Linked DNA regions of Rattus norvegicus: region 1 is linked to region 2. A link is a contact called in public HiChIP or PLAC-seq data. All regions are on one chromosome and are shown on one strand. The core of a region is the stretch at or near the end of the contact, and the rest is flanking DNA. Distances in the headings are between cores, read along the strand shown. Region 1 holds the start of Rpl30 (ribosomal protein L30). Region 2 holds the start of Laptm4b (lysosomal protein transmembrane 4 beta).

Region 1 (6,103 bases), core at 1,259-3,758, 220 kb before region 2:
AAGCCTGCAGACAACACAATGCATGCCTCTGCCTGACTGACCTCAACAATCACCTGACCTCCCTTAGTCTTATTAGATTACTGGCTTAATTCTATCTGGTCAGAACTGCTACTGTGGTTTTTCTTATTTTACTTTTTTGATTTTCTAAAACAGGGCTTGTATGTGTAGGAGCCCTGTCTATCTTGGAACTCCCTTTGTAGACTAGGCTGGCCTTGAACTCAGAGATCCATCTGCCTCTGCTTCCTGAGTGCTAACCTAAAGACCAAGTACATAGATAGCACTTCACTTTCCAATAGCATCACTCCTCACAATAAACACAGGAAGTATTGCTTGGCTCTTTGTATCAATGGGTATACAAATTTATGCTACCTTGGATAGGAAATGGCAAAATAAAGTAGAATTAGACAAGGGGAAGCATTACTCTGGCTGGCTTTCAACTCGAAGTTGTAGTCTGTCAGATGGGAGGGGTCTGGGTAGCTGCCATTCTCTCTTGCCCCCTTAGGATGCTCAAGTGCACAATGGTTATTCACCAAGTCAGAGACTGTTTCCTTGAGTTCATCGTTCCTCCTTACCAACATATTTATCAGCATGCTTAATGTGCAGGTGGGCTGGCAAGAATATGAAGGATGCGTTCCACAAGCACTGAGGCATGCCTCACTATGAACATCAAGTAACTGTTAATATGGTCATTTTAGCTGCTGGACAGCCAGGCCAGTTCAACAACTACCAGATGAAATTGTTAGAACTGTTTGTGCTCTAACAAGGGATACAGCCTGTCCCCCGCCCCCCCCCCCCCCTTTTAAAAGATTTACTTCATGTATGTGGGTACACTGTAGCTGTCCTCAGACACACCAGAAGAGGGCATCGGATTCCATTACAGATGGTTGGAAGCCACCATGTGGTTGCTGGGAATTGAACTCAGGACCTCTGGAAGAGCAGTCAGTGCTCTTAACCGCTGAGCCATCTCTCCAGCCCAGATTTGTACCATCTTAAGTACTTTATGCCTAAATGTTAAAGCAAATAGTATGGTAATTGAACACTACCATTTGGTCAAATTCACAACAAAATGGGCCACAACAGTTGAATAAACTTTCATTTGTAAAACTACTTAATTTACAGGCCTGGTTCTATTCATACTTCTGTAATACATTAGCTGTAAAAATTTGAGAATAACGTTACTATTTCATATCATAGTGTATGTATTAGCTAGGTAAAATAAACGTTTTAATTTCTGACTTTTTTTAAAAGATCAACTCACAGAGATTGCCTGCCCAAGGTGGGATTAAAGGCATAGGTTACTAGGACCCGCATGGCTCACGGATGTTTTTAAAATTATTTTTATTAAGGGGAGGCAGGGTTGTTCTTCCCTCTCCTAACCTCCAGGGCAAAGTAGCACACCATACAGCTTACTTACTAACCTGGTTTTACTTTTTTATGCTTATATATGTTTGGTGGCGCGGGTGTTTGTGCAGCTGGGCAGGGGTCACAGGTCAATTTCTGGTGTGCTTACTCGATAGTTGTCCACATTATTTTTCACAGGATCTCTCACTGGGACCTGGAGCTGACAGGTTAGGCTAGGTTGGGTGGCGTTAGCCTCAGGGATCTGTTCCAGAAATGGAATTACGATCCTGCACAACCATGCCAGACTTTTTGGGGGTGGGGTGTGGCGGGGAGGTTTAGGCATAGAATTCAGGTCCTCATGCTTGCAAGGCAAGCACTATACTGACTGAACAATCTCAACAACCCGGGGTTTTTGTTGGTGCTAGAGTGCATAAATAGAGGCTTTCAGTCTCTCTCTTTTTTTTTTTCCCCACGAATACTACATTTATACAACGGCCCAAGTTTCGTAGCAAAGTGATTTTAAAAGTATTCGTATTGTGACAGTTTACTTCTGTATACTTATGTGTGCATCCAAGCGCAGGTCAGAGAACCTGCTGAGCCTGGCGCTCCCCTTACACCACGTGGGTTTGGAACGCAATCCATCTGCTTAGTGGCAAGCGCATTTACCCGCTCAGCCACCTCACCGAGTTTAGATTATTTTTTTTAATTGCGGTCCCTGTGCAAAGTCGGCTCCCAAGTACACGGAATAAAACCGCCACAGGAAGTGTATGTATGTATGTGTGTTGGGGGGTGCGGGGGGTGTCTCCTACGAGCGGCAAGCAAGAAGATCAGCGGCAGGTGGACAGAAATTGCCTCCAAAGGTAACGCCGCGTCCCGTGGTCTTCCCGGAACAACATCCCGAGGCCACATCCGGCGGAGACCAGCCCAGACCCTGCCGCCTCACACACGGCGCCCTCGGCCGTCGTCGCCAGCTCCTATAGAGTTCCCGTTCTCCGCGGTTTCAGCCCACAGCAGCAGAACACAAACCGAGAACCGTAGGCCGCAGCCCAGGCCACGTAGCAGCCCAGCCAGATCCCCATAGCAACCAACTGCCACAGCTCACTCCAGCAAGTGCCCTTCCGCTAGTGACAGGCTCGGCTTCTGCTTCCGCTTCCTGTCCCATAATCCTCTGTTCGCCTAGAAGAGCTTTGCATTGTGGGAGCTCCTTCCTTTCTCGCTCCCCGGCCATCTTGGCGTCTGATCTTGGTGAGTGAGCTCTGCTGGGTAGAGGACTAGGCGGCTCGGGGAGCTCCGCTAGTTGGTGTTTGACGCTCTGTATCATAATCCTCACTTCTGCCCTCTGTGTATTCTAGGTTGGGGCTTGTCCCGCACCTAAGGCAAGAGGATGGTGGCTGCAAAGAAGACGGTAAGTGAAGCCGACCGAGCCCGGAAGCCGCTTCACGTGGAGAGCTGGGTCTGGGCCGGGGCGGATAGATCTGAGCACACTGGGTGGATTGCATGCCGCTGACGTTTCAGGGTTTCAAAGTGAATCCGAGAGGCCCTACGTGACTTCGCAGGCATCATTAAAGTGTTCAATTCCAGAAATTTGGAACTGGGTTTGGTTTTGAGATGGCTGCGAGTGGTTTTCAAGTCTCAAATGTTTGCATTGTAGAAAAAGTCTCTGGAGTCAATCAACTCTCGGCTCCAACTTGTTATGAAAAGTGGAAAGTACGTGCTGGGGTACAAACAGACTCTGAAGATGATCAGACAAGGCAAAGCGAAATTGGTTATCCTCGCCAACAACTGTCCAGCTTTGAGGTAATGGAGGGAATATGAATGTATGTGGCTTATTGTAGATTCCAGCATTGGGAAGAATAATGATGGTTGTTTTCTGATGTTTGGACCCTGATTTGTGTGTGTATTCTTCTGTAAGTGTAAATACACAGTGTGTAACAGGTCGCATACAAATGATAACACGCAGGTTCAGGGAAGCACGGTGGCTTTTCCCACGTATCTGGAACATCCCTATTTTTGATCGTCTTTCAAGATTTGAAGTGTTAACACTCCATTGCTGTGCGTGTTTTAGTTTTAAAAAATTTCAGCTAAATTCATAAAGTCACCTATTAGCAGGGTCCAATTTTTTGAACATTAGTTTATTCTTGATTAACCATTTTAACTTGAGCATAGTATTTTAAGTAAGCTAAAGAAACTTGTATAGTATAAGCCTCTTGACTTTTCTATGGTGATTGCACACCTTCATTCTTTTATGTAGTTCAGACTTAGTGGTCCAGTCTGGGGCTTGAAGTTCATTTCTCATAAGCACTTTGGGGCACTGTTGATGGTCTATGGGCCACATAATAAGCTCAAGTTTCTGTGGAACTTTCACATCTTAACCATTTGAATCCATTAACCTGGCACTGAAGTGTTTATTCTTTGAGTAATAGTATCAGCAGTCCTTACGCAGTGGTCAGTATGTAGTAGGTGGTAAGGTGGCTTATCTATCTTTTTTACACTTTTTACCCTCCATTCCAATTCCTATTCCACCCCTCGTTCCTATTAGTCTTTGCCTCAGTTTGTTAAGATGGAGTATATAATACTTGTTGCTGACATGAGAAATAACACCCTTTGAGAATCCAGAAGATTCTCCTGGAGCTGGAGTTAAGTAGTTGTGAGGCAGCTGGTGTGAGTGCTGGGAACAGAACTTTGTTAAGAGCAGCACAGGCTGTCAGTGTACCAGGCCAGCATTGACTTTTTTATGTCTATTATCCCTTTTCTAGTACTTTAGACACCATTTTTTCCTGTGGTTTCTAAGTAACTTATTTCAAACACATTTTAAACGTATTTAGTAAATTGAAACATGAATACAATGTATTTAGTACCGAATACTACCTCAACAAAGTAGGTATTTAGTAGAAAAGTACAGTATACACTAGTAAAGGATCTATGATCTTTTTTTTTTTTTTTTTGGTTCTTTTTTTCGGAGCTGGGGACCGAATATGATCTTTTTTTTTAAAGCCTCACCAATTTGTAGTGAATCTGTCAATACCTTTGTATGGGGTTTTGTCTGACTTTTTGTTGTTGTTCCCCCAAGGAAATCTGAAATAGAATACTATGCCATGTTGGCTAAAACTGGTGTCCATCACTACAGTGGCAATAACATTGAATTGGGCACAGCGTGTGGAAAATACTACAGAGTATGCACACTGGCTATCATTGACCCAGGTATGCTTTTAAAATTATATTTTTTTTCTAATGTATGTACTTATTAGGCAGTGGCTTTGGTTCCTGAGTTCAGACCATTAGAACTTCAGTATTGAAAAAGATATGCCATAATTTTATTTTGCAAAGAATTGACAGTGCACATCAGTACATTGTAATTGGCTTTTCTATAAATACAAAGAAAAATTTTTTTAACTTTGTTAGGAGTTTTGTTTAATGAAGTGAGGCCAGCCTGGCCTACAGAATGAGTTCCAGGACAACTGGGGCAACACAGTGAAACTATTTGTGTCTCTTCCCCCTCTTGACCCCTCTTACCACACCCCACATCCTTGGGAAGAAGTGTTTGTTAGAAGGTGAAAATACCAGGCCAGATAAAGAGTCATCTCATTTTTGCTTGGGAACAAATGCTTTGTGGTGAATGCCCACAAATACTCGTCATCCTGTGTTTTGAGCTTAGACATTTTAGTTGCCTGGTAGAACATGCGAATATTCTCGCTGTTCTGATTTTGTGATAATCAGGACAGGCTAAACATTCGCTATAGTACGACCATGCATGTGTCCCCAGACCTAGTTCTTTACCTGGGTCTGGTTTTCTCAATGCTGGTGACAAGCCAGGTCTGATTCATTAAATGTATGAGCTGTATAGTCATAGGATGACTGAGATTTTAAGGTATTTTTAATTGGTTTTAAGAGTGACAGCCGCCACTTTAACATTATGCTAATCTGCCTTCTTACCTAAAAAACATGTAGGGGAATTCTGTAATTATCAGTTGCCATTAAATGACTTGTAAACCTTTTATTTTCTAGGTGATTCCGATATTATTAGAAGCATGCCAGAACAGACTGGTGAGAAGTAAACAAGAAAGTTCTCCTTTAATAAAACTTTGCCAGAGCTCCTTTTAAAAAATATGGTGTCTGGGCTTCTTCTTGTTTGGCTTTCTTGAAACCACTGGCAAGACTTGGGTGAAAGTTATGTATACTGCCTGGTTTCCATTTTGCTGGGGTTTTGTTAAAAGATTGTACACTGTTTATCATTATGCAAAATGTGTTTCTGAGTATATTTCGGATATTGAAATACACATTTGTGTTGATCTAATATCTAATCAAGGTTGGTTGGTGTTTTTACCACTTTTGTATACTGAGGCAAGTCTCCCTTAAACCCTGAGTTTGGCAATGCCAGCTAGCCTAGCCAACTTCCTCTGGGGGATCTCTCCGGATACCCAGAGTGATAGAATTGCAGGCTAGCACCTGCCACTTACTTTACATGGGTGCTGGAGGTTCAGCCTCAGTCCTCAAGCTTGCACAAAAAGCTTTGCCTCTAAGCTGTTACCCCAGCTCCTTATAAAGACCGGCCAGTCTCAGGCTGTTTGCATTGTTTTTGGGTCTTAGAGGCACTGGCATACCAAGACTTGTGATGGGCAAAAGCTGTGGACTTTGCGTGCTACTTAAATTGATTTAGAACTATTTTCCTTTTCAAATTATTTCCTACTTAGTTCCTTAAAATATGGTAGTTTCTGTGTTGTGACTTGGCTACAGGCATTTAAATATTTTTTTTGATGTGTGG
Region 2 (6,609 bases), core at 269-2,768:
CTGCTTCTGTCACAGTGATACAGCACGGCTGGATGACTGCCAACAACAAGGCTCGAGTAGATTTATCTCTCCCGTAGTTCATGTAGTACATTTGCCTAATGCAGTGCCCTAGATTTTCGGGATTGCGTCCACCGAAGCACTTGCAAGCCTGCAGATCTGAACACTTCCAAGGAGGACACAGACATTTGTAGACGACTGTCTGCCCTGACCATCGATAAAAGCACTACCGGAGGCCACTTACCTCACTCCAACTATGGTTTTAAATTCCTGTAAATTCCCTGGCTTTGAGAAAAGTCGGGGTTGAGCCAATACATTAATGTTCAATCTACATTCACACTGCACAGCCAGAACCCGCACATACCGACAGTCTGTCGGAAAGCTTTTAGGGCTAAAAATTTCTTATTATGTGGCCATAATGAACCCAACTAAAGAAAACTTGAGACTATAAATAGCACAGTAACATCTCACGGAAGGGGAATGCATTGTTTAAAATGGCACGAGGCAGTTTACAATTCAATACTGTACATTATATTTTTTAAAACTATCAAAGGGAGCTAAGAATGTGTTCTGACTAAAAAAGTTTTATATGCCACTTCATTACCACTTTTAAAGACACGTCTTTGTCCTGCAGCGTTATTCACTGCCAACTAGCTCGGATTTAACTCGCTAAAATGATGTCACAAAATCCAAAATGCAGAGGAATCCGACTCAGTCCAAGGTTGCCAACCATCAACCAAGGGCAGGCCACAGGGCAAGATCCATCAAGCTAACTCGCAGCCCCAGAGAATCACCGTTTGTTCTCGATGCCAATGAGACCTTAAGAGCACCAACCTGAAGGACATTTTTTAAAAACACTACATTTCCCCGCCGTGCCTGTTTAGAGGGATCACCTGTCCTCGGGCAGAAACCTGAGTGGTTGTTAAGATGGCTTCTCCAAGCCAACTGGAACGCAGGCACACTGGGGTGCCTTCCCTGTGTAAGCTTTCAACAGGCATTTGCGGGAAAACTCTCTCGAGAGGAGCAAGAGCTTCCCAACCGTTTCTGCTCGGACCCGAACTCGCGAGGGCGAACGCTCACCAGCCGTGGTGCCGTACGGGGGTGAAAATGACCGGGCCGCACAACGCAGGGCCCCGTCCCCCCACCCCCAACACACACACACACACACACGGCCCCGCCACTGCAGCCCAGCTCTCCCCGAGAATTAACTTTCTAATAATACAACTTTAGGCGGATGATCGCCGGCGGCCCCCAGACCGAAGCCGACCTAGACTAAGCGACTTAGCGGTGCGGGGTGAGCGGCGCGAGTGGGGACCCCGGGGGCCGCCCTCCACGCCCGGCCGCGCTCACCAGGTACCAGATGCCCAACAGGATGGTGCCGGTGCGGACATGGCAGCACAGGCAGCAGCTGTGGGAATAGAACCGAGTCCAGGGCGCGACCATCTTCATAGCTCAGGCGCTCGCACAAGTTTGCGAGACCGTCTCTCTCTTTTCGTCCCGGGCTCCGCTCACACGGTCCGCTGCTCCAGCCCCTCTCCTTGGCGCCCCGACGCTCCGACCGCTCGCCCGACCCTTGGCTCCGCACTGCACCGAGAGCTACGAGTGGCCGCTGCGGCGGGACACTGGGCTCGAGGACCGCGGCGACGCGAGGGGGCGGGGGAGGAGAGGCCGAGGGTCACGTGGCCTGCCCGGGCTCGTGATGTCACCGCGGGCTCCAGCCAGCTGCGGGAGCTGGGAGCGCTGCGCCAAATAAATGCATGGTTGCTGGACCCTCAGGGAGGCTCCAGAGTTTTCCTCCGGAAATGGGGTGCCCCTTTGCTTGGTTTTCAGATTCATCCCAGCTGTGTTTGCCTCGCATCTAGCTTGCAGATAACCCGTGGGTGCTGTGCTAGGATTGTGGTTATCTTGCAAACTGGCGGAAGGAAGGAAAACTGTTTAGTATGATTATTCCAGTCAACTGCGGTACTTTGAACCACTGCGGAACCTGCAGAGAGTAATTTGTCTCAGCTTCCCAGCTCAATTACTCTGGTAGCAATCTTTTCCCAGAAAATAGAATGTGTGTCAAGGGCACCCTCACTGTGCTTCCCTGGCAGTTTTAATAATGACTGAAATTCTTTTTAAAAAAATCATCAAACAAATTACTGACAAGAGGTCTATGCAAGACACAATGCACGGCGGCGTTGAAAGAGCCCAGAAGACTGGGGGTGGGGTGGGGGGGTGTCTTCTTCCAGCTGCTGTTTTGTCTTCTTCCAGCTGTTTTTTGTCTTGAAGGATAGGATCCAAATTTAGCCTTTGAAGACCACAGTGATAGCTAAGAATCTCTGATAACTTAAAAGTTCATGTGAAACCCAACAGTGGTGGTGGTGCACACCTTGAATCCCAGCAGTCGGGAGGCTGAGGTAGGCCAGCCTGGTCTAAAGGGCAAATTCTAGGACAGCCGGAGCTGCACAGGCAAACCCTGTTTCAGGAAAAAGAAGAAGTGGAGGAGAGGGGGCGTGGGGGAAGAGCGACAAAAGGCCGAGTGAAAGTTTTTATTTCAGGGTTGGAAAAAGAAATAAAATGGGTTCGATTTAAATTTAAGTACATGTCAAATAGGATGAAAGACGACGATAATGCTAGGTAGGGTTGCTTCCGTGCAAGATTGGTTAGTTTCACAAAGACGGGCATCTACCGCATTCTTGTGTAGTTTAAACTTGGCCTCTATTCCCAGAGATACCAAGTGAAGGACCTTGAGCAGAGATGCAAACGGTGATAACTGTTGCGGGAGGAATTGGGAAAGCTTAGTCTTTGTTCTTCTCCTCCTAACATTAAAGATAACTTTCTCTCTGGGATTGTCTATTGTTAGGTATGGGCTGGGGCTTTCCTCTCTGTGCAGTGTTATCTTAGCAGGAAGCCTTGAGTTCCATCCTCGGGGTTGCGAAAACTTAGTATACAATTCTGTCCACAGCCATTAGTGCCCAAAGCCACAAGCATTAGTGTTCAGAAAAGGGATGTGTACTGGCTGCTTTTGTGTGTCAACTTGACACAAGCTGAAATTATCACAGAGAAAGGAGCCTCAGTTGAGGAAATGCCTCCATGAGACCCCACTGCAAGGCATTTTCTCAATTAGTGATCAAGTGGGGAGGACCCAGCCCATTGTAAGCGGTGCCATTCCTGAGCTGGTGGTCTTGGGTTCTATAAGAGAGCAAGCCTGGGGAAGCAAGCCAGTAACATCCCTCCATGGCCTCTGCATCAGCTCCTGCTTCCTGCCCTGATTGAGTTTGAAAGACCCCGGGAGTGGGGAGACCCTCACTCAAGTCTCGATGCGCCCCCCCCCACAAGAACTCACGTGAGACCGTCCTTGCTGTAATAAACATGAGGTTTATTGATAGGAACCAGTGCACTGGGGTCGAGACTCGTATCCCAAGCAGAGGCAGTGGAGTTCGACCCCGAAAGGCTGGGAGAAAGGGTATTTAAAGGGAGAAACCACAACCCGAGGGGGCAGGAATGGTGTCATTGGAAAGTGCCGAGAATACTAATGAAAAATCACAAGGAGGAGCTTCCTGTTTCTCAAGATTATTCTCTAAGATTTTAATCTAACTTTATGGTCAGCTAGTACAGGTAGAGGGCAGGGTCTGGAACTTGAGGTATTTGGGGCTTTTTTAAACTTCTGACTTCTTAGCTGCATTTTTTATTCTTTCAAGTTCCAGTCCTGACTTCCTTTGGTTTATCACAGCAATTTGGAAGTTTACTAAATAAACCCTTTCCTCCCCAACTTGCTTCTTGGTCACAGTGTTTGTGCAGGAATAAAAACCCTGACTAAGACAGGATGGTAATATAGTTGCATTGAAAGACTCTGCAAATTCACACGCTTAGAAAATTACCATGTTACCGCCCTCTCTCTTTTCTTTCGCACCAGGATTTCAGATTTATTAAGCAAATGACTCATTGGTTCAGGTGAACTTTTTTTTTTTTTTGGTTCTTTTTTTCGGAGCTGGGGCCCGAACCCAGGGCCTTGCACTTCCTAGGCAAGCGCTCTACCACTGAGCTAAATCCCCAACCCCTCAGGTGAACTTTTATATTTCAGAAAATTTACTCTTCTAGATAGGAAGTCACAGTAGCCAAATTGCTATAGATTTTAAAATGTAGAAGCTAACTGGAGAAAACGTGCACAGGTGAATCTTAGTAGAAAAACCAAACAGCTACAACATCTTTGGAATTATCTTATTGGAATGCAATAGAGAACTGCTGAAAAACAAGAACTGAGTGCCAGGCATGGGGGGCTCACATCTTTAATCTCAGCACTCAGGAGGCCAGAGGCAGAGACAAGTAGGTCTCTGTGAGTTCAAGTCCAGCCTGGTCTTCATGGTGAGTTCCAGGTCAGACAGAGCTAAGTGGACAGGCCCTGTCTCCAAAACCCAAACAACAGCAGAGAGAACTGGGCTTCCCCCTGTAACTTAGAGCCCAGAGCCAGGTTGCTCACTTTTAGTTTTCGTTTGGGGCTTTTTGAGGCAGGGACTCACTCTGTAGCCCTGACTGGATCTGCTCCATAGCCCAGAGGAGCCTCCAGGGTTCCTGCCTCTGCTTCCCAAGGGCTGTGCACGTGACACTGAGCTTGGCACAAGGCCTCTATTTGCAGTACGGCCATTATTTGAGAAAGTGACTTTATTTTCATCCCTAGAAGCCTCCGGGCACAGCTGTCCCTTTCCTGTCCAGGCGTGCGTAGCAGCTTCCCTGACCTCGGCCATTTTGCCCTGCAACTTGATTCTACTCTTCCAGGCCACACTGTCTCCATGCTGTCCTCCGTAAACCATTTAGACACCTCTCTCTTTAGGATTTTAGGACTGGCAACTTCTTTGTCTCCCAAAACCTTTCTTTTATGTTCCCTTCTTTGTTTGCTTGTTTGTTTGTTTTCTTTTAGAGACAGAATCAGGCTAAGTATCCCAGTCTAGGCCTCCTGATTGATGGGTTGGTCTTTTGCTACGAAATATAATGCTAAATAGTGACCCCCACCCCCAGCCCAGTTGCTCCCCAGGAGGGATAGGAGAGTCTGTACATAGACCCAAGTGACTCAGTCTAGGCCTCCTTGTTGACATTTGGTGCATGGCTATGTATTGTCATGCTAAATGCTGGCCCCTATGTGACCTTGCTCTCCAAGATATCCCTGAAGGTGAATAAAGATGCCTACAGCCTGTAGCTAGGCAGAATTGAAATAGGCAAGATTGGGAGAGAAGGGAGAGGGGAAGTGGGGGTGGGGTGTTATGTCCAGTTCACAGGAACCCCAGGAGACTGCCAGAAATCAAGACACTGATGTAAACACAGTCTTTACTGTTGTCCAGACCTGGATCACAACCTTCCCTGCTTTGCAGGTTAGGAATGCAACACTCAAGTCTAGGGGTTTAGGGTATGTATGAGAGATGCGCAAGCTGGGGCTACTGAGCCTTGGGGTTACATGATTGGGTAGAGGGTAAAAGAGTGCGTCCTTCAAAACTGATGATGTGGGCTGGAGAGATGGCTCAGCGGTTAAGAGCCCTGACTGCTCTTCCAGAAGTGCTGAGTTCAATTCCCGGCAACCATGTGGTGGCTCACAACCATCTGTAATGGAACCCAATCTTCCAGTGTGTCTGAAGACAATGACAGTATACCGTGTACTTACATAAAACAAACAAATAAATCTTATAAAAAAAAAAAAACCCTGATAATGTTTGTTCTCACAGCAAGGCAGAACAGCAGTTGGAAAAGGACCTTTTTGATCCATTTTCAGAGGCTAGTGTATTTTCACAAACTGGTCACAGTTGTCTGGCAACACTGAACCAGGATATTGGCAGGGGAAGCTTGGGTAGCCTCCCTTTCGGCTTTATCAGTAGCCTATTCCCTCCGGCTATTTCTGTGTCCCTTTCTGGTGCCCGGGGCAATGAGTTATGGCCACTTTGAGAGGAAGCAATCATGGTTCCAATAAAGCAAGCATTCCTGTGGTTCCTTTTGCTCATTTTAAAGCCTGGGTTAGAGCCTTTAGTTTAACTTTCTGGGCTGAATTTCCTGGTGGCAAAGCAGTTACCCAAACAGCAGAGTCGTAGTGTATTATCGCCGCCCTGCACACCTGATTCCACTCTGGACGAAGCTGCCCCCATCCCTGAAGTAAGTATGTTCTGCATCTGGCCAGGATATGTCAGTCAAGTCCAGCACGATGCTCTAGATGTGCCCCTGAGCTGTAGAGCAACCATGCTGCAAATCTGAGGACAGGTAGCAGGGTGGCTGGGTTTAGGGCAAATAGTGGGTGATAGCTTATGGGAAGGGGATTAAAAAATAGAGCCTGGGGCTGGAGAGATGGCTCAGCGGTTAAGAGCACTGACTGCTCTTCCAGAGGTCCTGAGTTCAAATCCCAGCAACCACATGGTGGCTCACAGCCATCTGTAATGGGATCTAGTGCCCTCTTCTGGTGTGTCTGAAGACAGCTACAGTGTACTTACATATAATAAATACATCTTTAAAACAGCATCCTTAACAGTAGCTTTCAGGGCAGTGGCAGCTATGATCTGAAAGCTAGCTGGCCATCCTTGGGCCACCAGGTCCAGCTTCTTAGATAAATAAGCCACTGGTCTTTTCCATGGTCCCATGGTTTGGGTGAGTACC

What was found. HiChIP or PLAC-seq counts read pairs in DNA pulled down with a chosen protein or histone mark.
Region 1: an H3K27ac HiChIP or PLAC-seq map of oligodendrocytes shows a contact between it and region 2, with 4 times the contacts expected there. The contact joins the promoter of Rpl30 here to the promoter of Laptm4b in region 2. A contact is called at or near these places in 4 of 12 Hi-C or Micro-C datasets (hepatocytes, kidney and liver) and 1 of 1 datasets of contacts at active chromatin or transcription factors (oligodendrocytes).

What each region holds. Positions count from the first base shown.
Region 1 is chr7:67,532,960-67,539,062 of GRCr8, reverse strand. It overlaps Rpl30 (ribosomal protein L30), which reads left to right and starts at 2,508. Exons shown (of 5, transcript NM_022699.4): 1 at 2,508-2,586; 2 at 2,694-2,746; 3 at 2,993-3,138; 4 at 4,412-4,542; 5 at 5,347-5,643. The coding sequence starts at 2,726. The coding sequence ends at 5,396. Erich5 (glutamate-rich 5) reads right to left here and starts at 909. Exons shown (of 3, transcript XM_006241547.5): 1 at 1-909. It overlaps LOC120093944 (small nucleolar RNA SNORA72), which reads left to right and starts at 5,020; the gene lies at 5,020-5,151.
Region 2 is chr7:67,314,596-67,321,204 of GRCr8, reverse strand. Laptm4b (lysosomal protein transmembrane 4 beta) reads right to left here and starts at 1,518. Exons shown (of 7, transcript NM_001013174.1): 1 at 1,348-1,518. The coding sequence starts at 1,446.